4 separate regions of the Mus musculus genome follow, and all the other regions are linked to region 1. The links are chromatin contacts, called in public promoter capture Hi-C maps. All regions are on one chromosome and are shown on one strand. Each heading gives the region's core, a stretch centred on a gene start, on an enhancer-like site or on the middle of the called end of the contact. The rest is flanking DNA. Distances are from core to core; before and after follow the strand shown. Region 1 holds the start of Bms1 (BMS1, ribosome biogenesis factor). Region 2 holds the start of Phc1 (polyhomeotic 1). Region 3 holds the start of Tatdn2 (TatD DNase domain containing 2). Region 4 holds the start of Sec13 (SEC13 homolog, nuclear pore and COPII coat complex component).

Region 1 (5,203 bases), core at 2,670-5,169:
AGGCAGGTGGATCCCTGAGTTTGAGACCAGTTTAGTCTACATAATGAGCTTCAGGACAGTCAGGGCCATACAGAGATGCCCTGTCTTAAAAAACAAAACAAAATAAAACAAAACAAAAACTCAAAAAGGCATCAAAGGGGTCTCGTTGGGAGGATTTCAGTAGGAGAGGGGGAGTTACGGGATAATGGAGGATAAAAACCACCCAATTCTGTATACAAACGTGGGAAGCATTCAAACAGTGAGACAACGAAGATCCTACAAAACGAAAACTTATGCTCAAAAAGAAAAGGGAATGGCGATTCCCGCTCAATCCTAGCACCTGTCTTAATCCCAGCACTCAGGAGGCAGAGGCAGGTGGATCTCTGCGTTTGAGAACAGCCTGGTCTACAGAGTAGTTCCAGGACAGCTAGGACTACAGCGAAATCATGTCTCAAAACAAAACAAGAAAGAAATAGGAAGGGTTCATCCCAAAACAATGACCTTAACTGTTAGGAGCCTCAATTTCATTATACGTAAAGTGCACATAATACCTGAAGGAGCACATTAGTGGTTATGTGAACTAAATTGACAGAAAGCCGTTAGCATAGTATCTAGGAAGCATTCAAGAAATGGCAGGCATTGTGCAAGCAAGTATATGTGTGCGTGCATGTGTGCACTGACAATCTTGTCTTATACATGTATATGTGTATGTATGTATCGATATAATCCTGTCTTGTACATATGTGTGCATGTGTGTATCATATACTAATATTGTCCAATATTTTCTCACCCTATGCATTTCTTTAGGTTTGAGAATGTGTTCATGCACATTCCATTTTTTTGACAGTATCAATGGTTGCCATAATTTCAACCACTTCTATCCTATCTTTCCTGAATAATCACAAGTATTTCCTTGCAAATGAGATAAATAACCCATCACATTGTCACACTCTCCATTGGGAACCCAGGTCACCCTATTGACTTACCAGATCTGCTACTTTAGCTAGATCAATCATTACATTGATGTCACACCCACACTCAATAATTGTAAGTCTGCGCTTTTTACCTGTAAGTACAAGGATGAAACTTTTACATTTTAAAAAAACTTGAGAATACCCTATCCATTAACTTTATAATGTTCTTGTTTTTAACTGTAAAATACCACATACCTTTACAGTACAACTCTAGACAGTTTATAACTAATGCCCATGATCCTGCTGAGCTACAGGCCACTCTCTTTATCTCCATCAAAATCTCTACACTCTCAATACAGCTAAAACCATCAAACCTAACCTAGCAGCATGTCCACGGGACAGGCATATGCTCCTGTACTATTACTATAAACACAGTGATCAAGGATGTCCCAAAGATAAAGAAATGTCCTACTCCATCACTTCTTTAACAAGGCACTTCAGTTCCTAACATTACCATTTGGAGAATTTACTTCATCTTCTCTCACTGAAGCACCCAAAATCTAATCCCAGCACTCTGGAGCCAGACTGGAGGTCAGCCTGGTCTATATACCAAGTTCCAGGAGAACCAGAGCTACATAGAGAGACCCTGCTTCAAATACAAAAACAAACAAAAGTGCACAAATTATCGCAGAGTAGCTTTGAGAAGGAAAGTGATGTGTGGGGTATATGGGAGCTCACTTATTGTTAAATGAATGGGCTCACAGTAACAAGACCCAGTCCTAGGCCTTTCCACGAAGCACACTTGGCAAAGCAGACCAAGCAGTCAGACTGAGGAGGTGCACATCAGCATTGTATGTCTGAGAAGTTACCTTCTGAGTTACAGGCAAGTCAGTAAAAGCAACCATGTGGTAATCGGATGTAACAACATCGGTGTTATATATTCTGTTTGACCAAACAGCAATCCCTTGGCACAGCAGTCTATGGAGGCACTCCCTACCTGACACAATTGTCACAGGGCCTCTGATCTCACTCAATTTCTGTCTGGTAAAATTCCGAATCAGGCATCGTATCAAAGTGCTCTTTCCAACTTTTGGAGGTCCCATCACCACTACCACTATTGGTGGGGGCTCCAGTGGAGTTCTGTCAACCACTGGAATGTGATGCTTTTTCGTCTTTAAGTCCTGAGTCCTATGTGTTTACAAAAATAAAACAAAACAAAGTTTACTTCCAAAACACAAAAGATCTTTTAAAAGTCCAGATGGTATAGAGACCAGATAATACATGGATCCAATTAACTTTATTTTAACCGGTTAACTTCTAACCCCCTCCTCACCCAAAAGTTATTCTTCAGTAAAGATAAAACAGATGACTAAAAAATAAAGTTAATAATCAAACACATCATGACACTGACTTGGCTTTAATGTTTAAGAGAATTAAGGGGAACCATAGTGACGAGATGTTATAAAACAAGTCAGGTGTAGGAGACAGGGTAAATGTTCTATCAACTGGCTATTGAACTTGTGCTCTGAATCTGTTTTCTTATCCACAGATGAGAATAATTCCTAACTTCTTAATGCTGTTGAAAGAATTCAATTAGGTAACATTTAAAGAAAACTGCTGGCTATATATTATTATCTCCCTAAATACAGTTATTTTAGTATTTTACATTAAAAGTATTGGGGGGGAACCACCAACACTTTAACTGCCATGGAGATATGCAAAGTTTAGGAGATTTTTTTGTGTGTGATCTAAATTGTGTAAATTCTTCTTCTTGGACAAGAAAGAAAGAAGGACAGAAAGAAAGAAAACAAAGAAAAAAGTGGGGAAAGGCAAAGGGCAGGTGTTAGAGGGAAAATGTTTCTTTGACAGAGCTCTGACATTTTAGGAAAAGCCATACGGCATGCCTACTATGGCATGCCTACGTCCTTCAGACCTGAGTTAAGACTCACAAGGCAAATGCCATCTGGGAGAGGCTCCCAGTACTTAAGGGAAGACCCACTAACCCCAGGTAAACACACCTGTGAAAGGACCTCGCCATCCGCACAGCTGACTGCACTGCGAAAGCTTTGGGGTTTCTCTTCCGGGCATCCTCTTCATCTCCAAGCTGTAGGTCTTGCAGGTGCCGTTTCTTTTTCTTCTCAGCTTTAGGCCCACTGTGCTTCTTCCTATGTTTCTTGTGGTCCTTGGTCTCCATGGTGGCTATTTATCTACTACAAATAAGTCTTACCTACACGGAACAGGGAGGACGGTGGTGGTAATCAATTATAATCAGGGTAACACAGGAGGGCAGTAATTTAATTTACTTAAGTGCTGATGTATTTGTTCATTGAATGGAGGTAGAAAATGTTTAGCCAGTATCTTCAAATTCACGTCCCTTTCTTACGCCATAAAGTATAAGAGTTAGCAGCACCAACACTATCCTTCTTATGTTTTATGTTGAAGCCATTTCGACAGTGCTCATTTTTTGTAATGACAGAAATACATCCTACCTGCTGTTCTCAGTACAGAAGCCTTGTGAACTACACGTGGTTACAGAGAATTTCAAGCGTACCTTCGGAAACTGAAAACTATCTTAAGTTTAAATTAATTTTAAACTTAGTCGCACGTGACTAGTGCCTACTATTCTAGGTAGCTTAGGCTGAAGTGTCCTTTTAACTTAAAACGAAAACAAACATACAAGTTTAAGACATCCGAACAGTGCTGAGCAGACTCGCCTCTCAGCTCCTGGAGGAAGCACATTTTCCCCTCCCGGTGATCTATTTTTGCTGGGAGAAGAACACGCAGCCGAGCTGGGCAGGAGCCCTCCCTGCTCGAGTGACCCGCTCCCCATCCAGCACTGCACGAACCCACGCCCTCCACACTCCCGGGAGCACCTCTCCGGCGGCCGAGAAACTTGCCTTCCAGCCCAGACGCAGCCTGGGAGCAGCCTGTCGGGAGGTCGAGGACCGACCGAACCGGGAAGCCGACGGGGCTCGCGAAAGCACTCGGACTCACGGCAGCAACCGCTCCAGCCCGCAAGCACGACGCCGGAAGCGGAAACTGTCCTTCTGCTTGTACCCGTCGGAGGGAAACGAGCAAAGAAGAGGGGAAAAAAAGGAACCCGTGGACGGACGACTTTCAGGGGAAAGCCGGAAGTAAGCTCTGGGTTGGCTGAGGGTTGCGCAAGCGCACTTTCAGATTTCGCACGGACTGCCCTCTCCTTCGGGTCCCAGCCACTCTGAGAGTCGGGCTCTCAGCCAGCGCGACCTGGCTTCAGAGGATCCGCGCGGCGCTGGGCCCTGGCCCGCTTATTTGAGTAGCAGAGGAACGCTGGAAGGACGCCCGAGTCATCGCCAGTCCCAACTTGAAAGCTGTGAATTCCGCCGCCCCATCCGCTAGGCTACCGCTCCCTGTCACCGCTGCCAGAGCTGTCCTCACGGGTTTTCAGCGCTCTGCTGCCCTCTTGTGCCAGGACCGACGGGCTGAGGGCAGGGTGCTCCTCTGTGCTCCTGGAGAGGGCGTTTTCTTCAGAAAACGTCTTAGCTTGCCATTTTGTGTGCATGTGTGGCTATGTGTGTCGTGTGTCTTGTGTCTCTGTGCTCAGCCTTGCATCCCCAGGACTCAGTCCAGTCCTGGGGAATAGCCCTCAAACCCCCAGTCCCGGTTATTTGCTACAGTTATGCTGGACTCAAAACTGAGCTCATCTCAAGGAGAATAAGAAGTAGGGTTTTTTCCTTGCGCCAAATAAGAGTGACTGCGGCCTGGGAATACGGATTCAGGTTCCCACAAAATAGCATGTTCATGCAAAACACAGCTCTCACCTCAATGAGCCAAGAACATGGGTTCAGTTGCCTCAAAGTCTCCCATTTTGTACCTTTTAATAGCACACCAACACAAAACAGCTCTAAAGGTTCATATGGAAATTATGAAACAAAATCAAAGGTTTAGCAAATGATAGTTTGTGAGGTTGGCCCTCCTATTTCTCTCTCCCCATCCTTTGACTATCATTCCAGTGACCATCATTCTAGCCTTTCTGCACATTCCAGAGCAACGCCCCAATTTCTGCAGGAAGTAGTTATAGAAAAGACTACATTGCCCTTTATCATCAACAAAAGGATTGGAATGTAAGATCGCAAACTGAGGACAAATGGCTGACAGAGGTGTCTATTGAACAAGTCAAACAGCCCTCAGTCCCAACCTGTGACAGGGTCATCCTGCCTGGCAACTATCCCCCTAGCTGAACCACCAAATGAGGCCTATGAGAAATTTCTCATACAGTCCAACGCTGGAAGAACTCAGGGCAGACACCATAGTGCTTGCTAACTCACTCA
Region 2 (5,555 bases), core at 1,392-3,891, 3.9 Mb after region 1:
CTAGACAGAATCAGTAAAAGGTTAAAGTTATACCTTGAATGGAAAATGTCATTTCATGGCATTATTATTCAAAATCACAGTAACTCCACAAAGTATCTAAGAATCTTCCTCTGAGGTCTTAGAACTCCCAAGTCTGTAATTTATCTTCCTCACTCCATCTTTTCAAGCTCGTCACTGTTTCAAAAGGAAAAACCTTTCCATTAACCCTCCTGGCTACCATTAAATAAAACACCAGACTATAACAAGCCACCTCACAACCCTACAATACTAAAACCACCTTAGGTCCCCCAGCACGTTCCAACAGTTCACACTCCACCCATTCAAAGCTTGCTGTTACTTCTATCTCCATCTATCTATGGTTCTCATGCTAACAATGGACAGCATTTCTGGTGAAGCCTCTAGTTGCTTTCGTTCCTTGGCCCCTACAGACCCTTCACCTGTGCTATTTTTATAGTGCTGTATGGTAAATATCACAGCCCCCATTTTATAATAGAGGGAACAAGGATCTTCTGTGTATCGAGTCTTTACACTACTTTGTCTCTTCCCAGAACAAAAAAAGCAAACAACAACAATCTGTCATCAAAGCAGTGTCTGTCACTCGGTGTGAGCATTTCCTATCCTCATTTCACGGAGGAGAGTCCTGAGACACTGACGAGGTAGACAGAGTGGACAGGTCATGGAAGTGGATAAATGTTGGGGACACAGAGCTAGACTACTGCCCAAATATCCAAAGTAGCTGACTGGCTGCTCGCCAAGCTCCTAATTAAAGCCTCGGGGCTGTTACTTCTCCTTATATAACTCCAGTGTCCCTATTAGCAAATAAGGCAACAAAGTGAACAGGTTACATACTCCCAAGTAAGTAGCATTCTAACTGAGACGAGTAAAATTCAACTTTACTAAAGTGTAAGAATTTACCCTCTGGCAGCTACATTAAAACCAGCAAAAAATAAATTAAAAGAAAAATACATATCAAAAAAAGGAAAAGAAACAAGAGAAGCAAGCAGAAACACTCTTCTAAAGCGGCTGAAAATGACATCATTTTACTCCTTAGTTTTCATTCTTTCGTTAAACTTACACTGTGTATTCTTTATTTTTGATACACTGAGGTACTAGAACTATCAGGTCTCCCAAGTACTATTTGGCTTGGGAATATAAAAGTCCGACCATAATTTCTGCTAGGGGCTATCTCTAGTTTCATTAGATGAATGGATTTATCTCAGGAATTAATCCCAAACAAGTAAACAAAAGTCAAAAGTCTCAACCTTGGCCCCTGAAGTGGAGTTTTCTCTGGATTCTCTTCCCAGCATCTCTACATCACTTAACTCTGGGACCGAACAAATGCCACTCCACACACGGATAAAATGAAAGAGGTACAGAGAGGGTATTCTATCAACTTCAGTCTACCTTTCTCCCCACATCTTTTGCCAAAATATCAAAGCACTAAACAGATACAGACCCATGAATCCTCAATATCAGCATGTGAAGGAAAAAAAGTGGGTAAGGATTAGAGGCAGCATGGCACAGTTGTACAGATTACTGGAGTTATCTCACTGCACTCAGAGACGTAAGACCCTGTTACTTGCAATAGAGCCTTATATAAAACACGTTCATCAATTCGATGACCCCCTCATTTCCCCCAGATAATGAAACAGAGAGGGCCAATTTTAAAGTCTTTTCACCAGGGAAACTGCCATCAAAAACCTCGCAGGCACACAAATCTATCTTAAAATCCTCATTTTTCAATGAATGTTGTGAGTTCCAGATTCAGTATAGAAAGTGAAGAGAGCACACCGTTTAGGTGGCAAACTCAATCAAAAATTAAAACTAAGAGTCAAAGGCCACCCTAAACGTTCCCACCTTTTGGGTGTGGGTGTGTTTAAGGACTCAACTGGGGAAGACGCACACCGATGGGAAGGAACTAGAAATTAATATTGAGGTAGACATACTACTGGGCCTATTGGGTCAGGTGTTGGAAGAAGTCAATACCCTTGAGTATAAAACTCTGTTGCAGTAAGAATGGAGTGAGAAGCAAGGGTTGAGGGGCGCCTCGGAAAGACTCCCAGGGGTTCTTGTTCTTCACAGAAGCGTGATTAAAAAAAAAAAAATGCATTTCCAAAGAGAAATCAAACACACCAGGAGAAAGGGGTGGATACAGTGCTGTGCCCGAAGCGAGCGGACTTGGTAAGCAGGGAAATGTATATTCTAATAGTAGGGAGCCAAGCAGGGGAGGCACAGAAGTCGAGGAACTGGGAGATCGGGGAGCCCGGCGGAGCGCGAGAAGCAGGGAGATAACCAGACAGCATGCTCGGATGGAAGGACCAAAGTCGGGGAAGGGAGAAATGAATGAGAAGCGGTCAGAGGCAACGAGGTGACGGACAGACAGCACCGAGCACAGCGAGCGCAAAGCACGAAGACCGGGACGCGCAGCACCCAAGCACCGCAAAGCGCAGCAGAGCGGGAGGCAGGAGCGCGGCTGGGGGAGGTACCTGGGCGTTGCACACGCCGAGGTGGCTGAGGAAACATCCCCGCGCCGCCGAGACCCCGGGATGCGGCCCCTCCCCGGCCCGCGGCCGCCCGGTTACCTTCGCGCCCGGCTCCGCACCCGAGTCCTCGCGGGGGGCGTCCACCTCAGGGGCGGGGGAGGGGGGGGGGGTCGCTCGGCCTCGGCGGCGGCGCGCCGCCTCCTCCCCTTCCTGGAGGGGCGGGGGCCCAGGCGCGGTGGGAGGTGCCCGGCGCGGCCGCCGCTCCCCGCCCCTCCCGCCGTCCGGGTGCTGGCCGCGCCGCGGCTCCGCCAGGCCGGGGGCTCGCGCGGGCCTGTCACTTCCTGCCCCGCCGCGAGGGTGGGGGGCCGAGGCCGGGGGGCCGCGGGCCGGCGGGGAGGGGGCTGCGGGGAGGTGCTTCCGGGGCAGCCGACCCCTCCTCCGGCCCGCCCCCTCCCCGCGCCCGCCCTCGCGCGCGTCCCTCGCTTCCTGTCGGCGCCCGTTGCCATGGCGACGCTGCTCCCCGGCCTCCGCGCTCTAGGCCCGAGTGGGGTTTTTTTTGTTTGTTTTTCTTTTTCTTTTCTCCCCCTGGCTCTGGCTCTCTTTCTCCTCCTTTCTTCCCCCCTTCTCTCTCTTCGAATTCCGCTCGCCGTCTGAAAGCAGACGTCTAAGAAAGCGCTGGCCTCTAGAGGGGGACTCACCTCGGAGAAGAGAGGGAGATGGGGAGAGGGGAGGGAAGTGACGTGAAAGGGGGGGAAAAAAAGAAGGTATTTTCTGCAGCTTCTGGGAATAGGGGCTCGAAAGAAAGGATCAAAGGGACCAGCAGGCACAGAGGGAGGAAGCGGAGCAAAGACCCTTGAGAAACGACGGCCTGTGAAAGGAAATAGAGCAAAGGGAAGGGAAGAGGAGAAAAGAAAAACTTTGAGATAGAGGGAACGGCGAGAGAATGCTGAGTGTTTAATCCCTCGCCCCAACTCCAAGAAGGCGGGAAACAACGCCGCACAGAAACTGAACCCGTTAGAAGCAGCAGTTCATTAAAAAGCAGGAACCTGAAGCAACTTGCTTTGAATAATACTTAAGTCTGTGACGTCAGGGTTGATTGTGTGCTTCGGAATCTCTTTAAGTCACACGCACACGTGAAAGAATCACAACGCCCAAAACAATGGAAAAGGCGGGGTGTAAAGAGATGAACAATGGTGCTGCCTTTGGGAAGGCTGAGCATATGGTGGGGGAGGCCCGTTTTATTTGCAACACAAATTTAACAGGATTTAATTATTCTCAGTCTCTCAGAGCTCTTAGAACACCTACTGTGTGCTGGCCACTCTTGGAAGCTTTTTTTTTTTTTAAACCAGAGCATTGTTAGCAAAGACAGCTGCTCTCCTTAACCTTTTACCTGCCGTAGGGTGTTACCTTGTGATAATAGCTGGGATTTGTATCTTTTGCTAACCTCAGCCATAATTAGTTGTTTTCTTGAGCCCACTCTAGATTGAAAACCCAGGTGTAATTAATTTGTATTTAAGGGGGGGGGGGGGGGGAGAGGCATTCTCATTATAAATTGATGCATTTGTGTTTGTTTCAACTCCCTCTCTTAATTGGTATAGCCAGATCTCCGTAAAGTAAGATCTTTAGGAGGCTTCTAGGAACCTGTTAAACGGGTATGCAAATCCCAAAGGGCAGCCAAAGGACTGGAGAGGCAGGAACATGGGTGTGGAGAGGTGAAAGGGTTTGCTGCCGAGCCAAGGATGATAGGTGTTGGCTGGGGATGAATGGGAACATTCTGGCAAGGAGATCTGGTGGTTAAAAAACAGGTGGAGCAGGACCCACTTCATTCAAACCTAGAACTTTGGCAGGTCAAGGTTAAAGCTTCCTTGCGGAGACTTACAAATGGCGTTTTGAGCCTCAACAGTATTCAATATCAAAGAACAACCTAAAGATGACTTTCAGATTTATATACCCTGCCAGGATAAGAAACAGGGCTTCTATAGGAAAACTCAACATCAATGAATCTGGATATGATCTGTAATATATAAACCCAGAAGAAAGCATCCAGATGCCAGTGCTTATGTCCTTATTTCCCCAACCTATAGGGTGTGTATAGATTATCAAGGCCCTTTCCCATTGTGCTCCACCCCTTAACAATGAAGAACTGCTAATAGAGCTACATTCCACCTCAAGTTTTTTGGTTTCTTTCTTTCTTTCAATCCAGTACCATTGGTTTCGTCATCTACTGGATGACAAAAGGGGATTGAAAAGTGGCCGAATAATTTCAGCTTCTATCTGACATTAGCCTAGGAATAACCCATTGCAGCACAAGCTATGTTGATCATGGGCCAAGAGTTCAATTTTCTTTTCTTTTTTTTTTAGAGTTCAATTTTCATGTAAAGATCTCCAAAGCTTACTGGGTCATAGGTCTAACTAATTTCCACCAAAATAAATTTAACTTAGTTATATATGTGTGTGTGTATATATATACATATATATATATATATATGTATATATATATATATATGTATATATATATATAATCAACAGCAAATTAAATTTACAGGAAAGCCTCCATCCACAAGAAAATCATTTCCATACCGAGTAACCTAGTTCACCTCCACCTAAACAAAGAGAAACAATTTTGTTCCCAGATGGATCTTAAGCTGTCCCCCCCTTCCCCCTCCCTCCCTCTCTTCCACCTTCCTCCCTGCTTCCCCCTCTTTGTTAAACTTTCTCATTTTCATTTAATGACTCTTCTGGAATTAGTCTTTTCTCTTTCAAAACAAATGGTTCAATTGAGTGCATGCAAGGTAACTTTGCTCTGCGTGACACTGAAGGTCATTAGCCTAAGCAGGTGTAAAGGAAATGCATTCGACCTGTTTTGCACAGAGCTGAGCCCTCCTGCTACGTCTAGAAGCGCTGGGATTTGGAAGGGGACTTGGCTGCAACTAAAACAAACAGAAGGTAAGGGAATGGAATCCCGGCCATGCACTGAGCACAGAGCAGGGTTCTTCAAGCTGACCTGTGAAGAGATAGCTCTTACTTTACAAGGGAAGCCTTCGACTGTAAATGAAGTGAAAAATGAGGAGC
Region 3 (5,652 bases), core at 1,345-3,844, 4.7 Mb before region 1:
AAGAAGCATGAGAAACAGTCTCATGTTTGATTCTGCTGCTAGTTAAGTCAATCACTTGGTGGGTGGTAGCTCAGTATCCTTGTAAGATAACCCTGCTCTGTTCTCCCTGGGGAAGAACAGAGCTGCTCTATTCAGCTCTTGGGAGGATGGGTGCAGCGGCTGCAGAAGCACTTTGAAAATGTATCTGTTCTGTGTTCTCAATGGAGTAAAAGGTATGTAGTTCATGGCTCTGCCATGTAGAAAATGTTTATGAAGTGAATATATTTTTGAAAAGTCATGTTGCAAACATGTTTTGTAAAACAAAGCTATTTCTTTCTTTTTTTTTTTGTTTTTTTTTTGTTTTTTCGAGACAGGGTTTCTCTGTATAGCCCTGGCTGTCCGGGACCTCACTTTGTAGACCAGGCTGGCCTCGAACTCAGAAATCCGCCTGCCTCTGCCTCCCGAGTGCTGGGATTAAAGGCGTGCGCCACCATGCCCGGCTAACAAAGCTATTTCTAATTCACTATTTAAAAAAAGAATTCCATTATAGTGACAAAATAAAAATGTTTGTAATCTAGCAGCTGTCTTATAATTTTGTGTCTGGGTGAATTTGTGTACCGAATATGTTTGGCTCAAGGATTCTTGCTTTTGCTTTCATTTCTGTATGTATTGTTTGTACAATGTATGTATGCATATTTATGTATGTGCATGTGGTGTGCACACAACCATGTGCATATGGAGCTCAAGAGATGACTTGGGTTTTCAATCCTTCTTCCACAAGGTATGTATGTATGTATGTATGTATGTATGTATGTATGTATTTTAGTTTGCTGTTACACAAGGCTAGCTGGCCCATCTCTGTTGATGTAGAAGTGCTTAGATTGTATATACCCTTGCTGTACAGCCAGCTTTTATGTGGGTCCTGGTATTTGAACTTAAGACTTCATGGTTGTGGCCAGTGATTTAGTACATTGTCACTTTAGGGAGGGTTTTTATCAGCAATGCCACCTTTGCAGGGCTTGGGGCACTTGTATAACCCTTCATGGATATTAAAGTTGCTTTTATTTTTACTGTTACAAATAGGGATGGTTGCCAGGTGGTGGTGGCAGCACACACGTGTCTCTAATCCCAGCACTTGGGAGGCAGAGGCAGGCAGAATTTTATGAGTTTGAGACCAGCCTGGTTGGCAGACCTAGTTCCAGGACAGTCAAGATTTCACAGAGAGAGCCTGTCTTGAAAGAATCAAATCAAACCAAAACAACAAAACGACACCCCCCCCCCCAAAAAAAAAAGAAAAACCCCACAAACAAATAGAGATGGCTTCTGGGATGGTTAACCTTCACTGTGAACTTGGGTTAACAACCCTCTAGGAGTTAGATATGCTCTGGCTGTGACTAGGAGGGAGTTTACCGAGAGGATGAACTGAAGACAGAAGACTCTGAGTATGGGAGGTGCTATTCCATGGGTTTGGCTCCTGCATTGGGTAATTAAAAAAAAAAAAAAAAGTGAAGGCCAGCTGAGTGTGGAGAGCCTTTAGTTCTTGCCACCACAGCTGTTGGCCAAGAGCAGTCTGGGAATGAAGTAGTAGGACAAACTCTTTTCTTTACTGTTTTGGTTCTGGGGGGCGGGGGCATTTTAAGTGTCACAGGCTGGTCTGGAATTCCTGACCCTCCCCTCCAACACCTCCAGAGGGCTGCGATTACTTACAGACTTGTGTGACACCTGGGTAATTTGGTGATTAGGATCAAAAGCTTGCTTCTCCTGTAAGTGCTCTGCTATTGAGCTGCAATCATTACCTTTTCTGGGGTTGGTGTGGGAAGGTTTGAAACAGGGTCTCAAGAAGTTAGGAGGTGACCTTGAACTCTGGATCCTCTGTCCTACGGCTCTCTTGATGTGGGGTTATATCTCTTCTTTTCTTTCTCTCTCTCTCTCTTTTTTTTTCTTTTCTTTTGATCTCACTCGGAAGCCTAGGTTGATCGGAACTCATTAGCTATCCCAAACTGGCTTCGAACTCAGCAGTTCCCCAGCCTCAGCGACCCAAATGGAATTACCAATGTGAGCTACTATGGCTGCTTCAGGCACCTCTCTGTTCTCCCCACCCCCCGCTATTAAAATTTTTTTAGTTGTAGTCAGGTTCTAAAACGTCTAGGCTGGACTTTGTCAATCGTCCTGCCTCTTCTTCCTGAGCAGTTGGTTTTACAGGTCTATCCGGCAGGCCTGGTTCTGTTTTTTGTGTGTGTATGGCTTGTGCCTGCTAACCCCAATTCCGTCACTTTCTGGGTGTGTCGCTTGGTTTTTATCGAGCCACAGTTTCCTGCGTTGTTTTTTTTAAAAAAAAAAAAAAAAGGGGGAGGGGGGATGGGTGAGTAGGTGAGTGAGTGACAATGTTTGGCACGCGCGTCCGGTACCAAGAGGCCCGCCAAGTTACCCTCCATCGGTATTTTCGGCTCCCGGGCGTCCCCAGCAGGCCCTTCGCGCGGATCCAGGGCCACGTGAGAAGCTCCGCCACATATCGCTCCCAACCAACCACAGAGCTTCGTGAGGCGTAGGGGCACGCCCCAGAACGTCGGACCAACAGGCGCGCTCCGTCTTGCCCGAAGTCACGCCCCTCTCCCGTTGGAGCAATCGGCGCCGTCCCTGACGCCGGCTCCGCCCCTGCCGCACGCCGGCCGCCGGCCGCTGGGCAGGTTCCGCGGAGCTGACGCCGAGGTTGCGAAGTAGGCGGCGGGGCCGAGGCCTTGGATGAGGGCGCGGTGCGGCGCTGGGCCGGGTCAGCTGGAGGAGCGGAGGTGACTTCCGGCGCGCGGCTCCGGAGGCCAGTGGCTCCCTCAGGCCCGGGGCGGGACGGGGCGGCGGGAGGCGAGCGGCCACCCCGCCCGCGGCCCGCCCTTGGCGTCCGGGGCCTGCGGGCGCGTGCGGCCCAAAAGGCGGCTCCGCACGCGCTCGGCCCCCCGCGCAGGGCTTCGGAAGGCAGACCGCTGCACCGCGCCGCGCCGCGCCGGAAGCGCCTCGGCGTCTCGGGAGTGGCGCGCTGTTGACAGCCGCGCTCGCGGACTTGGGCTGCGCGTTGTTCGGGCTCGGCGCTCGGCCCGCGGACGCTTCTCGGAGCGCTGTGGCGTCCCCGAAGCCCGTAGCACTGGAATGGGCAGACGACAGGAACGGGAAAGGTCAGTGGGGCCGATTCCCGCCGTTGCCCTAGCGGCTTCCCGGCGGTGTGAGGCGAGCAGCCGCCAAGGCTGCTGCTACAATCGTCGTTCCTCTGTCCCTGGCAGGTGCCCATGGCGTCGGAGCGGCGCAAGGTCAAGTATCACTGGGGCAGCACGTCGGAAGGGTGTCCCAGCAAGCGCAGCCGCCCCCGGGAGCCCGGCAATGTGGCCCCCTCCAGCCGGCCAGGTCGCAGGTGTGCGTCGCGTCCTCGAGGGGCCAGCAGCCCCCAGCGTCTGAAAGTCCGGCGCGGGGACGATGTGGCCCGCGCTCCTCGGAGCTCAGTCCGCCGTCGCACCTCCTCTTCCTCTTCTTCGTCCTCTCTCTCTTCGGGCTCAGGTGTGGGTGAGGCCGCTTCCCCTGGCTTCCTGATTGCGAGCCCTCGGAGACTATTTACGTCCAAGGGGTCCCCTCTGCACCCTGCCCACTCCTCTCTAGAAGAAATGGCTTCTCTACGGAAGGAAGCTTGTAGCGTTAAGGTACGTGGCAGCGACGTCTGGCAAACAGTGAAGTCCCTTGCACGTGGTTTGAGGGGTGGAGAGAAGACATTTGGTGGGAAGAGAATAAAAATTAGATCTTTCCTGTGGAGGGCCTGGTGTGTGTGTGGGGGGGGGCGAGGGGGAGGGTGTTGAGGGGTAGAGCTCAGTATGGAGGGGGTTTTCAAACTTGGTGGCATTTGGAACTACTAGGAAAGCCTGATAATGGTTGTGGTCTGCCATCCCAGAGAGAGTGATTATAGATAGTTTGGAGGGATCTCTGCAACCTTCGAGTGATTGTAAATGGACAGTGGAACTGGAGGATCAGCACAATGGAAGGTGGAATAATGCCCAGGAAAGATGATGTAGATTTCGGTCAATTTATAGAGTTTGCCCTTGGGGCTGGAGAGAAGAAGGCACATACAGCTGCTGAAGGAGGACACAGGTTCTGAGAGCCCAGGTCAGGTGGTTCACAAGCCCCTGTAATTCCAGCTCCCATTCCTCGGGCTCCCATGGGTATCTATCTTCATGTGCACTTAACCCACATACGTGCACTTAATTAAAAATAAAATTAAATGGTCTTTGTACTTAGAACCGCTCTGAATTGCAGCTCAGGAAATGGACTCTTAGTGTGGCTTTTCACCAAAGTTGTGGATTTCTGCATGTTGGCATTCTCTGTTTGGTTAACAGGGTTTTGGATTTTTGAGACAGGGTCTCCTATAGACCAAGCTGTCCTGAATCCCACAGATCCCTGCCTGCTTTAAAGGTGTATGTCACTACACCTGGCTTGGGTACTTTTTTAGTTTATTAGTAGTTATCTTTGGAGATCAGCTCAAGTCTAGTTCCGCAGGGGAAACACACCGGGATTTGTAAGTTCTTGGAGCAGATTGGGGGATGCTTCTAAAGCAGACCTGCATCAGGTTTTGAGTGCCAGGCAGTGTTCTAGGAGTGTGAGGTTCTTCAGTAACTGCAAAACAAAGGTCCCTACTCTTCTACTGATACTAAAATGTAGATTTTAGAGTTCTGGTAGTCTTAAAAAGTGTGTATGTAGAAGAGTGTAAACACAATGAGAAAGTCTCATTTTGGGGGAAGATGGGCTGCCCCTAGGAAAAACAGCAAAGGTAGTCTAAGGAAAGGGAGTTTAACACCTTTCCTGATGGTTTCTTTTTTAGAAAGGTTCATTTAGTCTAGGTTGAACTCCATATGTAGCCAAGGAGGACCTTGAACTCCCAGTCCTCCATCTCTCCCTTCTGAGTTCTGGAGGCACAGGCATGTGTCACTGCATTTGACTTTCTTGGTGGGTTCATAGATGAAGCAGAGTCTTGGCTGTTTAACTCGGAAAGCTCTTTGTCTAAGTGTTTTTCTTCCCTTTTCTTTCTTTCTTTCTTTTTTTTGAGTTTTTCGAGACAGGGTTTCTCAGTATAGCTCTGGCTGTCCTGGAACTCACTCTGTAGACCAGGCTGGCCTCGAACTCAGAAATCCACCTGCCTCTACCTCCCAAGTGCTGGGATTAAAGGCGTGCACCACCACACCCGGCTTCTTTTCTTTTTAAATTTATTTATTTTTATTTCATGTGTATTGGTCTTTTGCCTGAATGTGTGAGGGTATCAGGTTGCCTGGAACTGGAGTTACAGACAGTCGTGAGCTGCCACGTGGATGCTGGGAATTGAACTTGGGTCCTCTGAAAGCGCCATACCCACCTCTCCAACGCCAAGTATATTGTTTTCTAATCACATGCTCTACAACTGAGTTTCATCTTCAGCCCATGTCCCATGTTTTCTCATTAATAGAGATTATAGCCTGATCTCTGGAGGGCAAGAGGAATTTTTCTAAGTTCACAAATAATGGCGAATTGAAAAGTTATCTTTGGCAGAATAGTACTGACTGTGGCTCAGATTAAGTCAGGTAAATACGAACCTTTGCTCATACAACTTAAGTTTGTTACTAGTTCATCCATGTGGGTTTTGGACAGTATTGATGCTAGATGATTGCA
Region 4 (5,045 bases), core at 2,098-4,597, 4.7 Mb before region 1:
TTCACCAGAACCCCAAAGCAAGTGCCGGTGGTCAGCTGTGGAGGCCAGGGGCCTCACAGGAAAGACAGGCCACCAGGCCTGGGCCCTGCTCAGAGGCTGCCTGCATTGTTGGGCTCCAGGAAGCAGGCTGAGTTTTTCAGTTAGAGACTTCAACCTCTGGACCTTCCCTAACAGCTCGACTCTGTGCCCTGTGTTGGCTATCAAGAAACGCCCAAGAGGCCCAAGGGCCTGGTGTGGATGACTCTCTGGGGTAGCCTCTGCCCTACGCTTTCACTGTGGCTGCCAGACTTCTAACTCTCCCTCCCTAACTCCCTTTCAATAGAGCTAAGAAATAGCCTTAGGAGAAAGACAAGTGGGAAGACGACTGATTGTCAGACCTCTGCAGCTTTACTCTCAGAGCAGGGTGCTGTGCTGGCCATGAAGGGCCTGAACTGCACAGCAGAACCAGGCTCTCACAGGAAAGATAAGCCACTGTCAAAAACCTGCCAGCTCAGAGGACAGTCACGTAGGAAAATGATTAAACCCCAGAAGTTTATGGTCTGCTGGGAACTAATATACAGTAAACGCCTACTGAGGCTGCCCATGTCCAGGCCCAGGAGAAGGGCTGCGTGGATACTTACAATCATGTCCTCATGAGAGGTGTCCACAGTGTTCATTACTGACACCTAGAACCAAAGACATTCTGTGAATTCATCGACAGCAGCCACCAGTCATCTCATTAAAGCACCAATTGCTTCTAAAGTTCTTACGGGCATTCACTCATTCATTCACTAGCACGCTCATTCTATAAACGCTTTCTTTTTATTTTTCGTGTGACTGGCTCTCATCATGTAGTTCAGTCTTGCGTTGAACTCAGTATCCTCCTGCTTCAGCCTCCCAAATGCCAGGATTACATATGTGCATTTTTACTTCCGGCTGAGGATCTTCTTGGCATTAAGCCCCGTGTAAAGGACTGCACAGTGTGGAGCCGCAGCTCTTGCCTCAGAGGAGCTCGCGTGTGAACAACCTACCAGTAGCCACATCAGCCATACTGCGGTTTGTGTGGGCAGAAAGAGCCCAGGATGAAGGGGATACACAGCTGCCTTAAGGGATGAAAACCTTGTTGCTCAGAGAGAAGATATGATCCAAGCACGAAAGGTTAGCATGGGCAAAGACAGTCAGTGGGACCAAGCTGGGACAGAGTTCACGCTCCCTTTCTGCATCGCAAGCGATTCTGATGGCCCAGACAGTTTATGTGAAACAAGTTATATAAGTCAAGACAAGGATTTGGCTTTAGTTACCTCTGAGGTTACTCTCTGGCCTACTATGAACCGTGAAAGGCCCATCTAGTTTTTCACCTTGTGGGACCCAGGTCTGATAGTCTGTAGAGGCCAAAAACAGTTGTGATGGACACCAGCGATTTCTCCATTTGATTTAAATCAGCCTCCCTTGATCCCCAACTAGCTAAACTCTTACATACACAACAGCCATGACAGCTATAGAGCTTGATGCTACTTCTCTGCTAGAGAAGGTAAGCTCCTTGAAACTATCTGTAGCTTTGATGCATTCGCTGTCTGTCTTAGTAAATAGGTCTAGCTGCCTAGAACTCACTGCATAGACCAGGCTGCCTCCAGCCCTGGGATTTATCTGCTTCTGCCTTGAGTGCTCGGACTAAAGGTAGGCACCATCACACACCTCAGCTTTGAATCTCTTTAAGTTATTTAGCACAATGTTTTTTACAGATAGAAAGAACTTAGTAACTACCTACTGAGTTAATAAAAGAGCAAAGACACACATCTTTTTTTTTTTCTTCTCTCATCCACTATTAAATTCTTGGGAGAGAAAAGTGGATTGAAAAGGTAGCTTCCATTTGAGACTGACATTTCTCACCATTTCCAACAAGTCACCTTTCCCAGTGCAAACTTTGCAATTACAAAGCCTGACTCCTCAAGGCAGGTGTGGTGTTGCAGATCCTTAACACTCTGGAGGATCAAGAGGGTGGATCAAGAATTCTCCAACAGCCTGGGCTATTTTTTCAGAAAGGTAGACCCTGGGAGAGTACGGCGGCAAGGCATTCAGAAGGCACACACTGAATAAGTAAGTGTGTTTCCTTGAGAATCTTAAATGCTCTGAAAAGTGTCGGCAAAGATTAGAGAAAGAGGAGCAGCACCTGCCTGGAGACAATGACATTTTCCCGTGAGCATTGGAGAGGCACCAGGAGCAATCAATTATAGTCAACAGAAAAACTAATCAATTTAAGGTGGCAGTGAAGAAAACACCCTTACCAAAACCACACTGCTGGCAACAATCTTATCTACTAATCCTCTAACCCCCTCCCCCAACACACACCAATATAAGGTGGGTGATGTGACCAAGAATTCCCCACAATCCCAACTGGCTCAAGGAAAAGTAATTTTCTATTGGTGACCCACAGGACTTTGGAAAGCTGGCATCCTTATGACCATTCTTAACCAGCAGCCATGGGTTATGATCCACACTTTGGGATGCTATGTATTTTAAAGCTCTTGGAGCAGTCCTCCGGAGCATCTTATAAGGACACTTATGCGCTTGCTGGAACACAGTAAGAAGCTGCACTCAAAACAGTTCAGCTCATCAGAATCACACCAGGTACAAACTTAGAATGAACCTGTGTATGAGTCTCCAACTTGGCAACAAAAGAGCCAAAGGCCAACAGAAGGAGGCAGCTCCTTGCACCGCTGCGCCAACCAGGGTCTAAGACTTCCAGAGTTTCATTCCCTTAGTATTATACGGAGTGGGGTGCGGTGAAAGACATACCACAGAGGCCATGTAAATTCAAAAATAAGAAACAGAAATAAAAAGCTGAGACGATGCCCTGGAGTCACTCAGCTAGGCCTGTCATCAGTTTCCCGAAGGGACCATCACACATGGGAGTCCTGTGTCCAAGCAACTGATCCCTCCACCTCCTTTGCTGAGGTAGTGGGTGGCAGGGCGAATGATGAGGAGAATTTGGATCTTAGCTTGCCACTGCCTAGCCCAAGTGTTGATGATAGTAGCATCTGCTCCGCAGGCTACGCGCAGGCAGAGGATGTGAGCGATCGTGGGAACGCACTAAGGGCTTGTCAGGCAGTAGATCCTATGATAGCTTTGGCTGTTTTTCCAATTCTGGAGGACAAGACACGAGACGGGCAGGAGGTGGGCTCGCAGCCCGGGCCTATGAGTTCCGGAAGGCCCAGTGGCCTTGCCTTAAATTCCCGCTCCGAGACCCAGAGAGAGGCAGGACAAGCAAACTTTGAGGACGTAGAGGTGGTCTGTCTCAAAGCCACGACTATCGCAGGGATCGCGACACTTACCATAGCTGCAGCAGCGGCGACCCACGGCCTCGGACGTGGCAGCTCAAAACGCTTCACTTCCGGTGCCGGCCCGCAGCCGGCAGGCTGTCACCCAGGATCTTCCGGTCAGCAACACACTCGACTCACACAAAGGTTCCGCGTCTTCTGGATCCTCGGCCCCGCCCTCCTGCAGTTCTGCCTTTATCTTGGCTACTGTTGGGCTCTGGTTGCTGTGGCGACCCTAATCCAGGGATTTTATGATTTGAAGCCGTCGCTAGCAGGTTTTTTATTTAGACTAAGTTTTTTCTGGTTCCTGAGATGCATACATAAAATGACTAGTCATTATAGCTTCACTCTCCTTTTCTGCGGGTTCCGGGTCCCACTGGCTTATCATGACCATCGTAGAGGTTAATTTCTCAAGTAGACTGGGCTAGTGCTTTGTTAGGTCTTGCTTAAGTTTCTTTCCATTTAATTTGATGTTGACTATTGGCTTGCTGTATATTGCCTTATTATGTTTAGGTATGGTCCTTGTATCCATAATCCCTTTAAGACTTTTAACATGAAGGGGTATTGGATATTGTTAAGGGCTTTTTCATCATCTAATGAGATGATCATGTGGGCTTTTTTCAGTTTGTTTATATGGTAAATTACGTTGATGGATAAAGCAATTCCACTAAATTCAGGGACAAGACAAGGCTGACCACTCTCTCACTATCTATTCAACATAGTACTTGAAGTTCTACCTAGAACAAAAAGACAATTAAATGAGATCAAGGGGATACAAATTGAAACGGAAGAAGTCAAAGCTTCATTGTTAGTTGATATGATAGTATACAAAAATGCACCAGCTTTCTTAAGGGATGGCAAGCAGAGAGTCTCAAGTCCCTGGGAGTCTGACTGTTTCAAGGGAGAACAACTGGAACCTCCCCAAACTCTTGTTTTTAGCTTTGGTGCTTACACAGCACTGAAAGGGGAACACAGAGCCCCAGGGCAGCTCCTCAGATGCACGTGGTCACATTTCCCCACCACACTTAGAAGCCAAGTGGCCCAGAGTAGAACCTCCACTCCCATTAGCTAAATCCTTTGCTGGGCAGTGGTGGCGCATGCCTTTAATCCCAGCACTTGGGAGGCAGAAGCAGGCAGATTTCTGAATTGAAGGCCAGCCTGGTCTACAGAGTGAGTTCCAGGACAGCCAGGGCTCTACAGAGAAACCCTGTCTTGAAAAAAAAAATCTTTCTGGTCGTATGTTGAAACTGGGATTGAATACCTTGGCTGAAGATAGCTACCAGCAAGATGCCAAGACTCAAGGAGTGTGAAGGCTTTTTGGAGAGGGGCCTGGAGAGTGGCAGCCTTATATCATGACACCGCCCTCACCCCTGGCTGTCACTATCACCACCACAGTGCCTTTGAGATCTCTTTCCTCCTCCAATGGAGAACTTTTACAGGGATTTGAGGAGGCGATACTTAGGGTAAAACAGAAAAGAAAGTTGAGGGGGCTCCTTGGCCTTCTGTTCTTTGAGGTGCAGGCCCCTCTGTAGCTGCATCACTAACCTTCAACTGATCGGGCCAAGTTCTTTTTCTCTGAGCCTTGCTTTTCTCCAGTGAAAAATGTTGACAACGGGCATCTAACATGTAAATATAAGGCACTGTTATTGAGGGAATTTTCTGGTATAAATTCTGAAGCTGAAGACATTGAGGATCTGGGATAAGCAACAGCAACTTAAGATATTTGCAGGTAGACTGAAAGACATGGTG

What was found. Promoter capture Hi-C pulls out the DNA fragments that hold promoters and counts their contacts.
Region 2: a promoter capture Hi-C map of liver shows a contact between it and region 1, with 2.2 times the contacts expected there. The contact joins the promoter of Phc1 here to the promoter of Bms1 in region 1. A contact is called at or near these places in 2 of 39 promoter capture datasets (liver and pre-B cells) and 1 of 484 Hi-C or Micro-C datasets (CD4 T cells).
Region 3: a contact with region 1 is called in a promoter capture Hi-C map of cranial neural crest. The contact joins the promoter of Tatdn2 here to the promoter of Bms1 in region 1.
Region 4: a promoter capture Hi-C map of liver shows a contact between it and region 1, with 3 times the contacts expected there. The contact joins the promoter of Sec13 here to the promoter of Bms1 in region 1. A contact is called at or near these places in 2 of 39 promoter capture datasets (liver and pre-B cells) and 1 of 484 Hi-C or Micro-C datasets (CD8 T cells).

The regions. Positions count from the first base shown.
Region 1 is chr6:118,415,498-118,420,700 of GRCm38.p6, forward strand. It overlaps Bms1 (BMS1, ribosome biogenesis factor), which reads right to left and starts at 3,920. Exons shown (of 23, transcript NM_194339.1): 1 at 3,791-3,920; 2 at 2,912-3,120; 3 at 1,891-2,081; 4 at 966-1,045. The coding sequence starts at 3,087.
Region 2 is chr6:122,337,016-122,342,570 of GRCm38.p6, forward strand. It overlaps Phc1 (polyhomeotic 1), which reads right to left and starts at 2,642. Exons shown (of 16, transcript NM_001355215.1): 1 at 2,583-2,642; 2 at 1,457-1,465. The coding sequence starts at 1,460.
Region 3 is chr6:113,694,456-113,700,107 of GRCm38.p6, forward strand. It overlaps Tatdn2 (TatD DNase domain containing 2), which reads left to right and starts at 2,595. Exons shown (of 8, transcript NM_001347356.1): 1 at 2,595-3,146; 2 at 3,252-3,662. The coding sequence starts at 3,258. It overlaps Irak2 (interleukin-1 receptor-associated kinase 2), which reads left to right. Exons shown (of 13, transcript NM_172161.4): 13 at 1-571.
Region 4 is chr6:113,737,334-113,742,378 of GRCm38.p6, forward strand. Sec13 (SEC13 homolog, nuclear pore and COPII coat complex component) reads right to left here and starts at 3,348. Exons shown (of 9, transcript NM_024206.4): 1 at 3,312-3,348; 2 at 621-665. The coding sequence starts at 3,314.